2 separate regions of the Sus scrofa genome follow, and region 2 is linked to region 1. The links are chromatin contacts, called in public HiChIP or PLAC-seq maps. All regions are on one chromosome and are shown on one strand. Each heading gives the region's core, a stretch centred on a gene start, on an enhancer-like site or on the middle of the called end of the contact. The rest is flanking DNA. Distances are from core to core; before and after follow the strand shown. Region 1 holds the start of ORMDL1 (ORM1-like protein 1). Region 2 holds the start of C15H2orf88 (small membrane A-kinase anchor protein).

What was found. HiChIP or PLAC-seq counts read pairs in DNA pulled down with a chosen protein or histone mark.
Region 2: an H3K27ac HiChIP or PLAC-seq map of skeletal muscle shows a contact between it and region 1, with 3 times the contacts expected there. The contact joins the promoter of C15H2orf88 here to the promoter of ORMDL1 in region 1. A contact is called at or near these places in 2 of 5 promoter capture datasets (fetal skeletal muscle and liver), 1 of 47 Hi-C or Micro-C datasets (skeletal muscle) and 1 of 2 datasets of contacts at active chromatin or transcription factors (skeletal muscle).

Annotation. Positions count from the first base shown.
Region 1 is chr15:94,375,469-94,382,424 of Sscrofa11.1, reverse strand. It overlaps ORMDL1 (ORM1-like protein 1), which reads left to right and starts at 5,094. Exons shown (of 4, transcript XM_001926349.6): 1 at 5,094-5,224. It overlaps PMS1 (PMS1 protein homolog 1), which reads right to left. Exons shown (of 14, transcript XM_021075394.1): 2 at 6,935-6,956.
Region 2 is chr15:94,625,888-94,632,553 of Sscrofa11.1, reverse strand. It overlaps C15H2orf88 (small membrane A-kinase anchor protein), which reads right to left and starts at 4,271. Exons shown (of 8, transcript XM_021076261.1): 1 at 4,147-4,271; 2 at 1,503-1,596; 3 at 963-1,070; 4 at 767-874. MSTN (myostatin) reads left to right here and starts at 4,114. Exons shown (of 3, transcript NM_214435.2): 1 at 4,114-4,486; 2 at 6,296-6,666. The coding sequence starts at 4,114.

The DNA of each region.
Region 1 (6,956 bases), core at 3,845-6,344:
AGCTTATACAACTGTTAGGATTCGGTTTTCTTCAAGTTCACCCATGAGCTCTTAAATCATCTAACCCTTTCTTTCCTCAGGACTCACGTTCCTTAACATCTCTGAAGCATGTGACATTGAGATATTGCCTAACTCTCAAGGATTTTGCTATCTATACCACTTTGACCTCTTCATGTTTTCATCACTCTCTTCCCCCTAAACAGGCATTGCCTTATCCCTTTCCCTTCTATCTTATATATCTTAAAACCCAAAGCTTCAGTTAGTAAACAAGGTCAAAAACTTCAATCTTCAGTCCCACACTATTCGTACCTCCACTTTCTTCTAATGCAATACTTCATTCTAGACTCAGTTTCAATGCCATTTGTAACATGGTCCTTTAGCATCACCCAGCCAAGGATGACTCTTTCTCCCTCCTACATTCCTAAAGAACTTGGCTTTCATCACTCACATGATGCTTATCATCCCCCGTCCTGATCTATACAACTTCTGAAAGAAGAGAGTTATGTATTTCTGCAAGCAACACAGAAAAATCAAGTATTTCACTCATTGAGAATACTTCATGAATACTAATGAAGAGGTCATTTCATCAGACTTCCTCATTCAAAGGTAAACTTTAGGAAGAGTGTCTTACTTCCCAGCAAGTCGCCATTGTCTTATTCCTTCACTTTATATGTTTTATTTTAGCTGGACTCCATATCATCCCCAACATCACCTGTACCTCCTAACCAGAATTGCTTCTAGATTCCAGGGCCTTATTTCCAACCACTTTATATCTCATTTAGATGAGAGGGAGGCACCCTAAACTTAACATGACCCAAATTGATCTAGGATCTTTCTCTAATTAACTGTGTTTCTTCCTATATTTATTTGATAATAAAAATAACAGCTAATACAAGTAACTTTACATATAAATAATATTTAATCTATTTAACCCTCACAAGTCTATGTACACAGTCATTCCTCTATTACAAACAGGATTTAAAAGCTTGATAACTGGTTCAAGATCATACAACTATTTATTTATTTATTTATGCTTCTTAGGGCCACAACCATGGCATATGGATGCTCCTAGGCTAGGGGGTGCAATAGGAGCTACAACTGTCAGCCCGTACCACAGTGCACGGCAATGCAGGATCCCCAACCCACTGAGCGAGGCCGGAGATTGAACCAGCATCCTCATGGATACTAGCCAGGTTCATTTCTGCTGCGCCACAACTGGAACTCTGAGATCACACAACTATTAAGCAACAGATACATACCTGAATGTCTTGACATATTTGACTCCAAAAGCTATGCTCATCCAGTCTCACAAGGCAAAATCAGAAACCTTGAGTTATCCTAGAAATCCTCCCCACTCTCTCTATCCTGCCACCCAGTCCTCTATTCTACCTAAATATTTCTTGAACTAGGCCTTTTCTCTCTCTATCTGGCTACTGCCTCTGTTCAGCCACTCAACATTTTCTCCCTGTCTCTGCAATAACCAGCTAATTGATATGGTGCCTGGATTCCCAATCACCTATATGGTTCTTTCTATAATTTAAATTTCATCATGTTGCTATTCTAATTGAAATTTCTAAAGATTTCCAGTATTGTAAAAATGGCCATCCTACCCAAAGCAATCTACAGATTCAATGCAATCCCTATCAAATGACCCATGACATTTTTCACAGAACTACAACAAACAATCCAAAAATTTATATAGAACCACAAAAGACCCAGAATCGCCAAAGCAACCCTGAGAAACAAAAACCAAGCAGGAGGCATAACTCTCCCAGACTTCAAGAAATACTACAAAGCCACAGTCATCAAAACAGTGTGGTACTGGTATCAAAACAGACAGACAGACCAATGGAACAGAAGAGAGAACCCGGAAATAAACCCTGACACCTATGGTCAATTAATCTTTGACAAGGAGGCAAGAACATCAAATGGGAAAAAGAAAGTCTATTCAGCAAGCATTGCTGGGAAACCTGGACAGCTGCATGCAAAGCAATGAAACTAGAACACACCCTCACACCATGCACAAAAATAAACTCCAAATGGCTGAAAGACTTAAATATACGACAGAACACCATCAAACTCCTAGAAGAAAACATAGGCAAAACACTCTGACATCAACATCATGAATATTTTCTCAGGTCAGTCCCTCAAAGCAATAGAAATTAGAGCAAAAATAAACCCATGGGACCTCATCAAACTGAAAAGCTTTTGCACAGCAAAGGAAACCCAAAAGAAAACAAAAAGACAACTTACAGAATGGGAGAAAATAGTTTCAAATGATGCAACCGACAAGGGCTTAATCTCTAGAATATATAAACAACTTATACAACCCAACAGCAAAAAAGCCAATCAATCAATGGAAAAATGGGCAAAAGACCTGAATAGACATTTCTCCAAGGAAGATATACAGATGGCCAACAAACACATGAAAAAATGCTCAACATCACTGATTATAAGAGAAATGCAAATCAAAACTACCATGAGATACCACCAGTCAGATTGGCCATCATTAATAAATCCACAAATAACAAGTGCTGGAGGGGCTGTGGAGAAAAGGGAACCCTCCTGCACTGTTGGTGGGAATGTAAACTGGTACAGCCACTATGGAGAACAGTTTGGAGATACCTTAGAAATCTATACAAAGAACTTCCATATGACTCCGCAATCCCACTCTTGGGCATCTATCCGGACAAAACTCTACTTAAAAGAGACACATACACCCGCATGTTCATTGCAGCACTATTCACAATAGCCAGGACATGGAAACAACCCAAATGTCCATCGACAGATGATTGGATTCGGAAGATGTGGTATATATACACAATGGACTACTACTCAGCCATAAAAAAGAATGCCATAATGCCATTTGCAGCAACATGGGTGGAACTAGAGAATCTCATCCTGAGTAAAATGAGTCAGAAAGACAAAGACAAATACCATATGATATCACTTATAACTGGAATCTAATATCCAGCACAAATGAACATCTCCTCAGAAAAGAAAATCATGGACTTGGAGAAGAGACTTGTGGCTGCCTGATGGGAGGGGGAGGGAGTGGGAGGGATTGGGAGCTTGGGCTTATCAGACACAACTTAGAATAGATATACAAGGAGATCCTGCTGAGTAGCATTGAGAACTTTGTCTAGATACTCATGTTGCAACAGAACAAAGGGTAAGGGAAAAAAATGTAATTGTAATGTATACATGTAAGGATAACTTGATCCTCTTGCTGTACAGTGAGAAAATAAAAATAAAATAAATTTCTAAAGATTTCCAACTGCTAACCAGGTTAAATCTAAACTTCTCAACAATTTCCAACCTCGTCCCACTATTCTCCAAATGCACACTGGGCCAGTCATTGTCTCTCTTAATGTGGGGGCACTCACCCCTTTCTTGGCTCACAAGGTTCCCTTTCTCTACTGATGATTTCTAATCATCCTTCCAGATTTAGTTCAATGAAATTCAGTCCCATATTTAGTTCACCTCCTCAAGAAAGCCTTTCTTATCTGCTCCAACCTCTGCCCTCAACAAGTTAGGCACTCCTTCCTCTGTACTCCCTTAGCATCTTTTCCTTATTTCTAACCCCAAATTCATCACAAGTTATTCTGACTATTGTTTTTCCATCCCTTCTTCCTGGCTGAGAGTTCTCACAAGATAGAGATTTTATATTAATCTCATATCTCTAGCATGACCTCTGGAACATAACAAGCATTCTACTGTATGTGTATCAAATGGTATATTTTGAAAAGCGGAAGGCTTAGGAGTCACAGCACAGAATGTTTAAGAATGTCAGGAATCAATCTTCCATATTTGCTGAAAGAGTGTTGATGATCAGGAAAATCAGTTAAGAACAGTGAACCTAAAAAGAAGTAGAGATCAGAGTCATAGACTTTAAGTAGAATATAATGAAACAATTTATTTAAAGAACATAATAAATCTAACCCAATCGGTTTCACAGAACCGATAGGAGTTCCTGTGTTGGCTCGGCGGTTAACCAATCCCACTAGGAACCACAGGGTTGCCGGTGCGATCCCTGGCCTTGTTCAGTGGGTTAAGAATCCGGCGTTGCCCCGAGCTGTGGTGTGGGTTGCAGGCGAGGAAGGGACCCCGCGTTGCTGGGGCTGTGGCGGAGGCCGGCAGCTACAGTTCCAATGAGACCCCTAGCCTGGGAACCTCCACATGCCGTGGGAGCGACCCTAGAAAAAGACAAAAAAAAAAAAAAAAAAAGCAAGATATATACAGTCAACATTGTCTGACAACAATTTTGAGATGTTGTTGAAAGCTGTACTGACAAGGTAATAAAATTAGATTTCAAACATGATGCCAAATAATCTGATTTTTTTTCCTCCCCATTCTCGAAAAGGATCAATTCTTGGTACCCACATTTCCTCAGCATATACAACAAGGACCTGTGTTCAGCATGTAGACAGACCCAGAACACCAGTAAAAATTATGCTTAACTGAAAAGTTTGCTTTCCCCACTTGCATGATGCCACAACATACAACATTATAAAAACGTCACACTCACTCATAAGACAGGCTGTTATGGCTTTGAGGGAGTAAAGTTTCTGCCTGGCAAACAACTTTGAGACCTACTGCCAGAGGGATCTGTGGAATGGGCTGCAACAAAGGCCTAAACACGATTTAGTCAAGAAATGCCAAACCAAGCACTAAGGGGCCCACACCTGAACGGAAACCGCTTTCCACGTGTGCGCGCCCGCGGTCCCGTCTTCATCCGCTTCCCGCCCCTTGAGGGGAGGAGGGGTCACCCATGGCTGCCGCCAGCGCTCTCGCCCCGACCGGGACAAGTTGAGGGTAGGAGGCTCTCGCGCCTACGACCATATAAGATTGGATGCCCCTTAGCCACACCACACTACCTTCTTACTCGTTCAAGGTGGGCAATTAACAATCCAAGAGCGGTCCTGGCACCGTCCCAGCAGGAGCCCAGCCCCGGCCCCGCGGTTCTACGACTCAGCCCCAGCGGGCGCGCGGCGTGGCGGGCTCCAAGCGCCGTGCCTTTAGTCCCGCCCTGCCGGGCGAACGTGGGAGTGGCACCGCCCTCAACCAATCCGGTGGCAGCGCGTTCTGTTCTGAAAGCTTTCGCAAGCTGCGCCGCCCCACGCGCCGCTGCGCGGAGGCTGACCACAAGCATTCGGCCGGAGGAGACGCCGCCGCTGCCGCGGACTTCTTACGTCTCTGAGCCGGCCGCCCAAGAGTGCGGCGGGTGAGTGGGAATGAACGGCCGCCGAGGCTGTGCTGCTGCCTGTGGCACTGGGAGCTGCTGGCGCGCCTGGGTCGGCTTTAAGGAAAAAAGTGGACTCCGGCTTCGTTCGCGGCACCCTGTGTGGCTGTGCGGACCAAGTGGCTTCCAGGGTTGCCCCCCAGTCCCGGTCCGGGCCCTGACTGGATGTGCCGCTCGGAGAAGAAAGGGGCGGGGGTGGGGCGCTGTGGCAGTAGCAGCAGCCGCTTTTGCTGAACTTCCACCGGCCGGGGGCTCCAGCCGCCGGTGGAGGGCTGCTTGAGACTGGCGGGCGGGCGGGCGGGCGGGAGGCTCCTCAAAGGGGTCGCTGCGGGTCCCTGGTCTTCAGACACCTATAGGTCTTCTTTACTCTGTGAAGTCATTGTTAGTCCTGAAGTGGCGCGGCAGACTCCCAGAAAAGGTTTTCTGGGATAGGGTTGGGTCAGTTTTTGCCTTCCAGCTCAAATCTAAATTTTAAGCCTCTTTCGAGCATCTTTTTTTTAGTGCTATCCTGTTTAAAGTGGGAAAAGCATTTTGAGTGGCGACATTTTCTAAGTAGAACTCACAGCATATAAAAGTAAGCTATGATACACGATGGATATTTAGATTAGAACCAATGTTTACACATTTAAATTGAGACTTTTTTTGTTTCGTTTTAGCATAACCAACTTTCATTACCGTAAGCCTATATGTTTTTGGAGGGAGAAATGGACAATGAACTCTTCAGAAATGCTTGTTGGATGGAGTTATGAGAAATTCCTCTCCCACTGCTAATTACGTAATAGAAAAGAGTTTATGTACTTTTTTTTTTTTCTTTTTAGGGCTGCACCCGCGGCATATGGAGGTTCCCTGGCTAGGGGCCCAATCAGAGCTACAGTTGCCTGCCTACACCACAGCAAGGCAGGATCCCAGCCGTGTCTCTGACCTACACCACAGCTCAGGGCAACGCTGAATCCTTAACCCACTGAGCGAAGCCAGGGATCGAACCGGCAACCTCATGGTTCCTAGTCCAGTTTGTTTCTGCTGCACCACTACTGGAACTCTGAAAAGAGTTTATATATTTTTAAATCAGCGCTGTTCCAAGTATAATGTAGCTCTGCTTCCCCTTGTCCCCAAATCTCAGAAAGAAGGGAAGGAGGGAGGGGGGAAAGGAAGGAAGAAAAGAAAACCAAAGCTTTAGAAAAATTAACTATAATTAAAATGTGTAGAATAAAAACAATTCGTGAAAGAAAGAAAACCAGAGTTTTAGAGAAATTAACAGAGTTAAAATATGTGGAATACTTGTTTTAACCTAATTCTGTCACGAGATTGAGAAACAAACCTTACCCCTTGACCCTGTAAAATTTCCTCCTCATCCTTCTCAGTATTCATAAAGGAGTGATTTGATCTCTGGCTACTCTTTATGAATATAGTATTATATTAGATGTGAGTGTCTGGCTATTCAGACTGGTTGGGTCAGCTTTTTTTTATATTAGTGTATTCAGTTTTTTTTATATTAGTGTATTCTGCTGGTAAATTTACTTCCTTTCACTTTGCTCTCATGATATAAGAAAATATAGGTCTTATCTTCAGTTTGAGTTTTCCTACCCATTATTTCATTTAGTAAAACCAACATGCTAGGAGATGAGTTTTAGGAAAGGGATTTTAACTGTTTATTTTTTTCAACAAGAACTTTAAAAATAAATTTTGTCTTACCTTAAAGTCAAATATTTAGAGT
Region 2 (6,666 bases), core at 3,022-5,521, 250 kb before region 1:
AATGTCCTATGCTAAACCAAAATGGAAAAGAATATTAAAAAACAATATATATGTAGAACTGAATCACCTTGCTGTACAGCAGAAATTAACAAACATTGTAAATCAAATATACTTCAATTTAAAAAGAGTGGAGTTTGAAAAGACAAAAAAACAAGAAAATGGCAAAAATGATTAGATAAAATATAATTTTCTGGGTTTTTCTCACAACAAGTTGAATTTTTCATGATTTATCCTTATTCTAATAGTCTAATCCTCCTTTCTTTGGCCACATCATTAAACTTCTGACAAGCCTTTATGTTAATGCACTTAGTAATTCCCAGACTGTAGAGTAAAACCATAAATGTTTTTCTGGGAAATACACTTTTTTTTTTGGCCACACCCATGGCATGTGGGAGTTCCTGGGCCAGGGATTGAATCCGCACTATAGCAGTGACCAGAGCCACTGCAGTTGTCAACACTGGCTATGCCACAAGAGAACTCCCTGGGAAATATGCTTTATATTTTCAAAGTTGTTTTGAAACACCCCCCTGGCATTTGTAAGAGAAGTGAGAGAAGTTCCTTGCTCCCTTCGGTTATAGAAATATAAGGCCCTCATCCACTATAAAGAACAGGGGGAAGGAAAAAGATAAGTCTTGTGAAAGAGCTGCACTGGCCACCTAAATTGACTCATGTGAGAAACTGCTTTCAAATACGGAACACCTAAGACAAAGCCAACAAGCTGGTGGACCACACCCTCCCAATTAACTAGAAGGGATTCTCTACTCACTCATTCTGATGACACAGTCCATTCTTCATGAATGCAGCCAAGGCTAGGCCCCCATCAGTCACACCACAGTGATGGTTCCTATGGCTGGTGAACCTTCCTTCTCTGGGGCTTTGGAAAGATTGCAGTCACTGACACTGGAGAAGGAATATAGGTTCTCAAAACTTCTTGAGTACCTATTAACTCATTCAATACTGACCTTGAGCACAGTTGATTAGACTCAGTTGATTCTCATTATTCATAGCAGTTGTGTTCTATCAAATCACTGCCAACACTGAATGAATGATGGATCACTGAGCCATTGCTCCTAGGGGAAGTACAAAGTTAGGTTCCTATCAGCCTCTGGTCACATTTTCACCAACCAATCAATATATAACCTTGTTTTATGTTCATTTCTGTTTTAAAATATTTATTTAATATATATTATTGATTTATTAACATTGTATTCATAGGCAAACACACTATAACTCAAGCCTGAATTATGCTTACATAATACACATATTTTTCCATTAAGGAAATTATTTTCCCTAAGTCATAGCACAACCTTCTTTTTTTTAAATTGTGGTAAAATATACATAAGACAGTTCAGTGTACAGTTCAGTGGCATTAAATACATTTATATTGTTGTGCAATCATGATCAATATCCATCTCCAGAACTTTTTGACCTTCCCAAATTGAAAATTTTGTATCTATTGAACAGTAGGTTTCCCCCATCCCACCCCACCTCTCCTCCAGCACCTGGTAACCACCATTCTCCTTTCCATCACAGCCTTCCTGTATGTAGGAGCACAGCACTATGCTTTGGGACCATTTTAAACAGCAGAATCATCCCCTAAAAAAACAAGTAAAAATGTGAAAAACATGGTACTATACAGATTGCAAAGAGGGCACTTGCTTAAATCTGAGAGCTGAAACAAGGCAGAGAATTGCCTTGTTTGACCTCAACTGGGACCCTGTGTCCTCAAGATTTTTGCTGTTTTGTACAGGCATTTGAATGACTATCAAAGTGCCATGAGTATTGATTCTGGAGTTAAAAATAAATTTCAGCAAGTAGACAAATTTGCATACAGGGAATCCATGAATAACGAGCATTAGCTGTACGGAAATGACAGCTTTGTTTCCTTTACTCCAGGTACTAAGAATAAAGAGCTGAAATGTGGCTTGTGATAGGGTTGTCTTGGAATATTTCACTTGCCTCAGAGGCCTAGAGAGCTAGCCTATGTGAACTGATAATTGGCAGCTACAACCTGAAGCAGTTCTAGTTCATGTGGAGGATAAACTTAAGCATTATCTCAAACCCCTCTGCATGAAACAAAGACCAAACATTCAAGTACTAGTTATCAATCACTTACTATGTGACAGGCACTATACTCAGCAATTTACATGCATTATTGAATTACATCCCCCAAAACTGAAGGTTAGAGAAGCTAAGTATCTCATCCATTATTACACTGTTAGAAGTGGCAAAGTTGAGATTTGAACTCAGGTCTATCTGACTCCAAAGCCTATTTCCCAACAGCTTTGCAATTCTATTCAAGTTTAAAAAAAAAAATATCTGATTTACTCAGAAGTGTATAGGAGCATATGTTATGATTATTATAATATTACAAAGATTTATATGTTGAAAAATAAATTTACCAAAAAAACCCTTTATAAGCCTGATCTAATATTGCTCCACAACAAAGAATTTCTGAAATCCTTCAGGGCATCTGGTTTGTGTCTGTTTTTCCTTAATCTTTAATGATGAGCAAGTCTAATGCATTATGTAAGGCCATTTTTCTCAAGAGATGTAGATACCTCCTAAGAATTTGATGAAAATGCATTAACTTTTCAGGCTACTGAGTTGCATTTTAGTGCACTGAGGCAGTAAATGAGTGTACAATGTGCAAAAGTAGTGACCTAAAAAATAAATATTTGATATGAACCACTGCATTCTCTTGGAAAAAAAAAAAAGTAATGGATTAACTCTCTTAGGAGTCCTTAGCTTCCCCAAAAGGAGTAGGAAGAATAAATCTCCTGTGGCCTGGAAACAGCTTCTGTTTCTCACTGGCTATGTTTGTTTAGCTCTTTAATAGTTCATTTGATTAGATCTTGTGGCTCCTAAAGCTAAGGTTGAGAGTTTGAGCTCTACAGAGGCCACTTAAATTTAGAGAACAAAAAGCTCTATTCTCTGCTCCCAGACCTTACCCCAAATCCCTGCCAGGTGTCTGCCCTCTGGTCAAATGAGAAACTGGCAAAGGGGTGCAAACCTAGCACAGAATTGGGAAACAGAAAAATGGGCACCCTTTATTATGGTGCTCCTTCTCTTTTATGTGTTTACAATACTTGGGCATAATTTACAGAGAATAGATACTACATTTTTTACTTTCACCACTGGAAATCTGAGGCAAACTGCATTATCAGTCATAAAATTCATTATCTTTCTATTCTAAGTTATTCTAAGCTTATTCTAAGCTCAGATAGCTGACATTATCCTCTTGGTAATAAACAATGAAAAAACACATCTTCTGAGCAATATTAATCTGCAACTTTAGGATAGGAGAAAATCAGTTGAAAACTGAGCACGATTTTCACGTGAATAAAAGATATTATTTAAAAATAATTCCATGTGTAATATAACAGAATAAGTATGATTTTCATTATGTACTAGAAATTTAGTCAGGAAAACAAGTTTCTCAAATTATAGCTGAATATATTTTACTAGTATCACAATCTTAAATTTTAATTCAGGTCTTCCTAATTTAAATCTGTATTTCTCTGATTACACAGGACTAAAAATAATTTAAAACAGCAAATAAAATTCTTTTTTCCTCAAATGTTTGTCTAAATAATGTAAAATCATTTTATTTTTTTGAGGAAAAAGACATTTCAACTTTTTAAGTATGAAGTGTAAAAGAATTACTTATTTAAATTACAATTTTAAAGTTTCACTAATAAAGATTAATAATATTTAAGTGCAGTTTATATTATTGTTAACATAGATTTTAATTTTTCAAATGTCACATATATCTTTCATTATTTGTAGATTTATTTCTTTTATGAAGTAGTCAAATGAATCAGCTCACCCTTGACTGTAACAAAATACTGTTTGGTGACTTGTGACAGACAGGGTTTTAACCTCTGACAGCGAGATTCATTGTGGAGCAAGAGCCAATCATAGATCCTGACGACACTTGTCTCATCAAGTGGAATATAAAAAGCCACTTGGAATACAGTATAAAAGATTCACTGGTGTGGCAAGTTGTCTCTCAGACAGTGCAGGCATTAAAATTTTGCTTGGCGTTACTCAAAAGCAAAAGTAAAAGGAAGAAATAAGAACAAGGAGAAAGATTGTATTGATTTTAAAATCATGCAAAAACTGCAAATCTATGTTTATATTTACCTGTTTATGCTGATTGTTGCTGGTCCCGTGGATCTGAATGAGAACAGCGAGCAAAAGGAAAATGTGGAAAAAGAGGGGCTGTGTAATGCATGTATGTGGAGACAAAACACTAAATCTTCAAGACTAGAAGCCATAAAAATTCAAATCCTCAGTAAACTTCGCCTGGAAACAGCTCCTAACATTAGCAAAGATGCTATAAGACAACTTTTGCCCAAAGCTCCTCCACTCCGGGAACTGATTGATCAGTACGATGTCCAGAGAGATGACAGCAGTGATGGCTCCTTGGAAGATGATGATTATCACGCTACGACGGAAACGATCATTACCATGCCTACAGAGTGTAAGTAGTCCTATTAGTGTATATCAACAATTCTGCTGACTGTTGTTCCAGTGTTTATGAGAAACAGATCTATTTTCAGGCTCTTTTAACAAGCTGTTGGCTTGTACGTAAGTAGGAGGGAAAAGAGTTTCTTTTTTCAAGATTTCATGAGAAATAAACTAATGAGACTGAAAGCTGCTGTATTATTGTTTTCCTTAGCTAAACAGCTGAAAATAAAAAATAAAATGCTTGCATAGCATTGTTATATAGTTTAATAAGACAAATATAACATGCTTATGCTTTCACAGCTTAATGCCACCAAGGCAAGGATTGGGAGTTTCTACAAGCAATGTGGAAAAAAAGGTTGGTTGTCTGAAATAGGCATTTGTAATAACAGGTTTTTTTCACTAATGATAAAGAAGGGAAGATGTAAATTTGCAGATATTGAGCCCCATTGGGGCATTTGCTGCACCCCTAGAATGACTTCTGTTATTCAGAACGATTTCTCACAGTGTTTCTATGTTCTTCACAAATTAAAATGTCTAATTTTGAAAGCTATTACACTGGAAAGTATAAAAAATATTTTTAAAAAATTTAATGTTTTGGTAAGAGCAATGATGAAGTAAACATAGCATAATGGTAATTATGAGCTAATTATCAGAAAATGCCAAGAAATAAACATTTTATCAAGTAGGTTATGGCTCACAAAGTCCTGCTTATACCTTGACCATGGTACTATTGTTGAGAGTACCCTGTCTGAATATTTCCAGGCAGGCACATGCTTAATAAGCTCTACAATATTATTTTCTTTTTCATAGGAGGGAGAAAGAACTATTACCTGTAGTATCCACATTGCTTATGAAGGACAATATATTTCATACCATTCCTATTACAATCAGTTCAAAAGTATACACAAGGAAAGGGAGACAGGCACCTTAACAGAGAAGGCATGACAAGAAAGATTTTTGTGCCATGTGTCTGTGATTTTGCTTTATACAGTGCTTTACCCACTTTAAACTAGACTCAAAACAGTTTCAAAATATTATTCTTCTTATTAAGTAATTAGGCTATAATGCAACAAATAATTTTTCTTGAAAACTATGCTATCAGATAATCCTAGAGTAGATTTGCCTTATTTATAAACAATCTTGGAAAACCAAAAGGAAAGCTGTTTCTAAATGCTTCTGCTTACAATGACAGCATGGCCTTAACAATGTTTTCTAAGTTTTGAGATAGCCTGAATGCAACATTTAAATTCTGGTGCTAAGTGCCTTCTAGTTTGGTTCCTTTAAAAAAGCTATCCCAGGCCAAAACATAACAGATGTACTATATTTTCTACTAATTCCCGAGGCTCAGTTAGTTGCTCAGTGTGTCTCGTCCCCAGGTAATTCAGGCCTGGGGGAAGGGTTCCTTCTTCCAGACTGATTGGTACAGCTGCTCAGTAAGTGTAACTACTCAGATTCCCAAAGAATTCTAAGTGGATGTTCCTCCACAGTGTCTCTTGTTCTCTCTAATCATCATCATTTTAAAATTTCATCCACTCTTCATTCCTTTACAGAATTTTCTTTAGTCTACAGTTTTCTAGAAAGGAAGTAGGTTTCTCATAAACAGCTGAAAAAACATATTGAAAAAAATCTGAAAAGCTATAGTAATTATTTCATTTGATATTTTTCTGAATTATGAATGAAATTCTACAGTTTTTCATTTTAAAAGACTAAATATGCATGCACTATTCCAATAGAAAAAAAGCTCACTGATTAATATGAAGGAGTTTGTTCATTTTTCATGAAACAATTTCAATAACTCTTTTCTTTTTTTACTCATTTTTAGCTGATCTTCTAATGCAAGTGGAAGGAAAACCCAAATGCTGCTTCTTTAAATTTAGCTCTAAAATACAATACAATAAAGTAGTAAAGGCCCAACTGTGGATATATCTGAGACCCGTCAAGACTCCTACAACAGTGTTTGTGCAAATCCTGAGACTCATCAAACCCATGAAAGACGGTACAAGGTATACTGGAATCCGATCTCTGAAACTTGACATGAACCCAGGCACTGGTATTTGGCAGAGCATTGATGTGAAGACAGTGTTGCAAAATTGGCTCAAACAACCTGAATCCAACTTAGGCATTGAAATCAAAGCTTTAGATGAGAATGGTCATGATCTTGCTGTAACCTTCCCAGGACCAGGAGAAGATGGG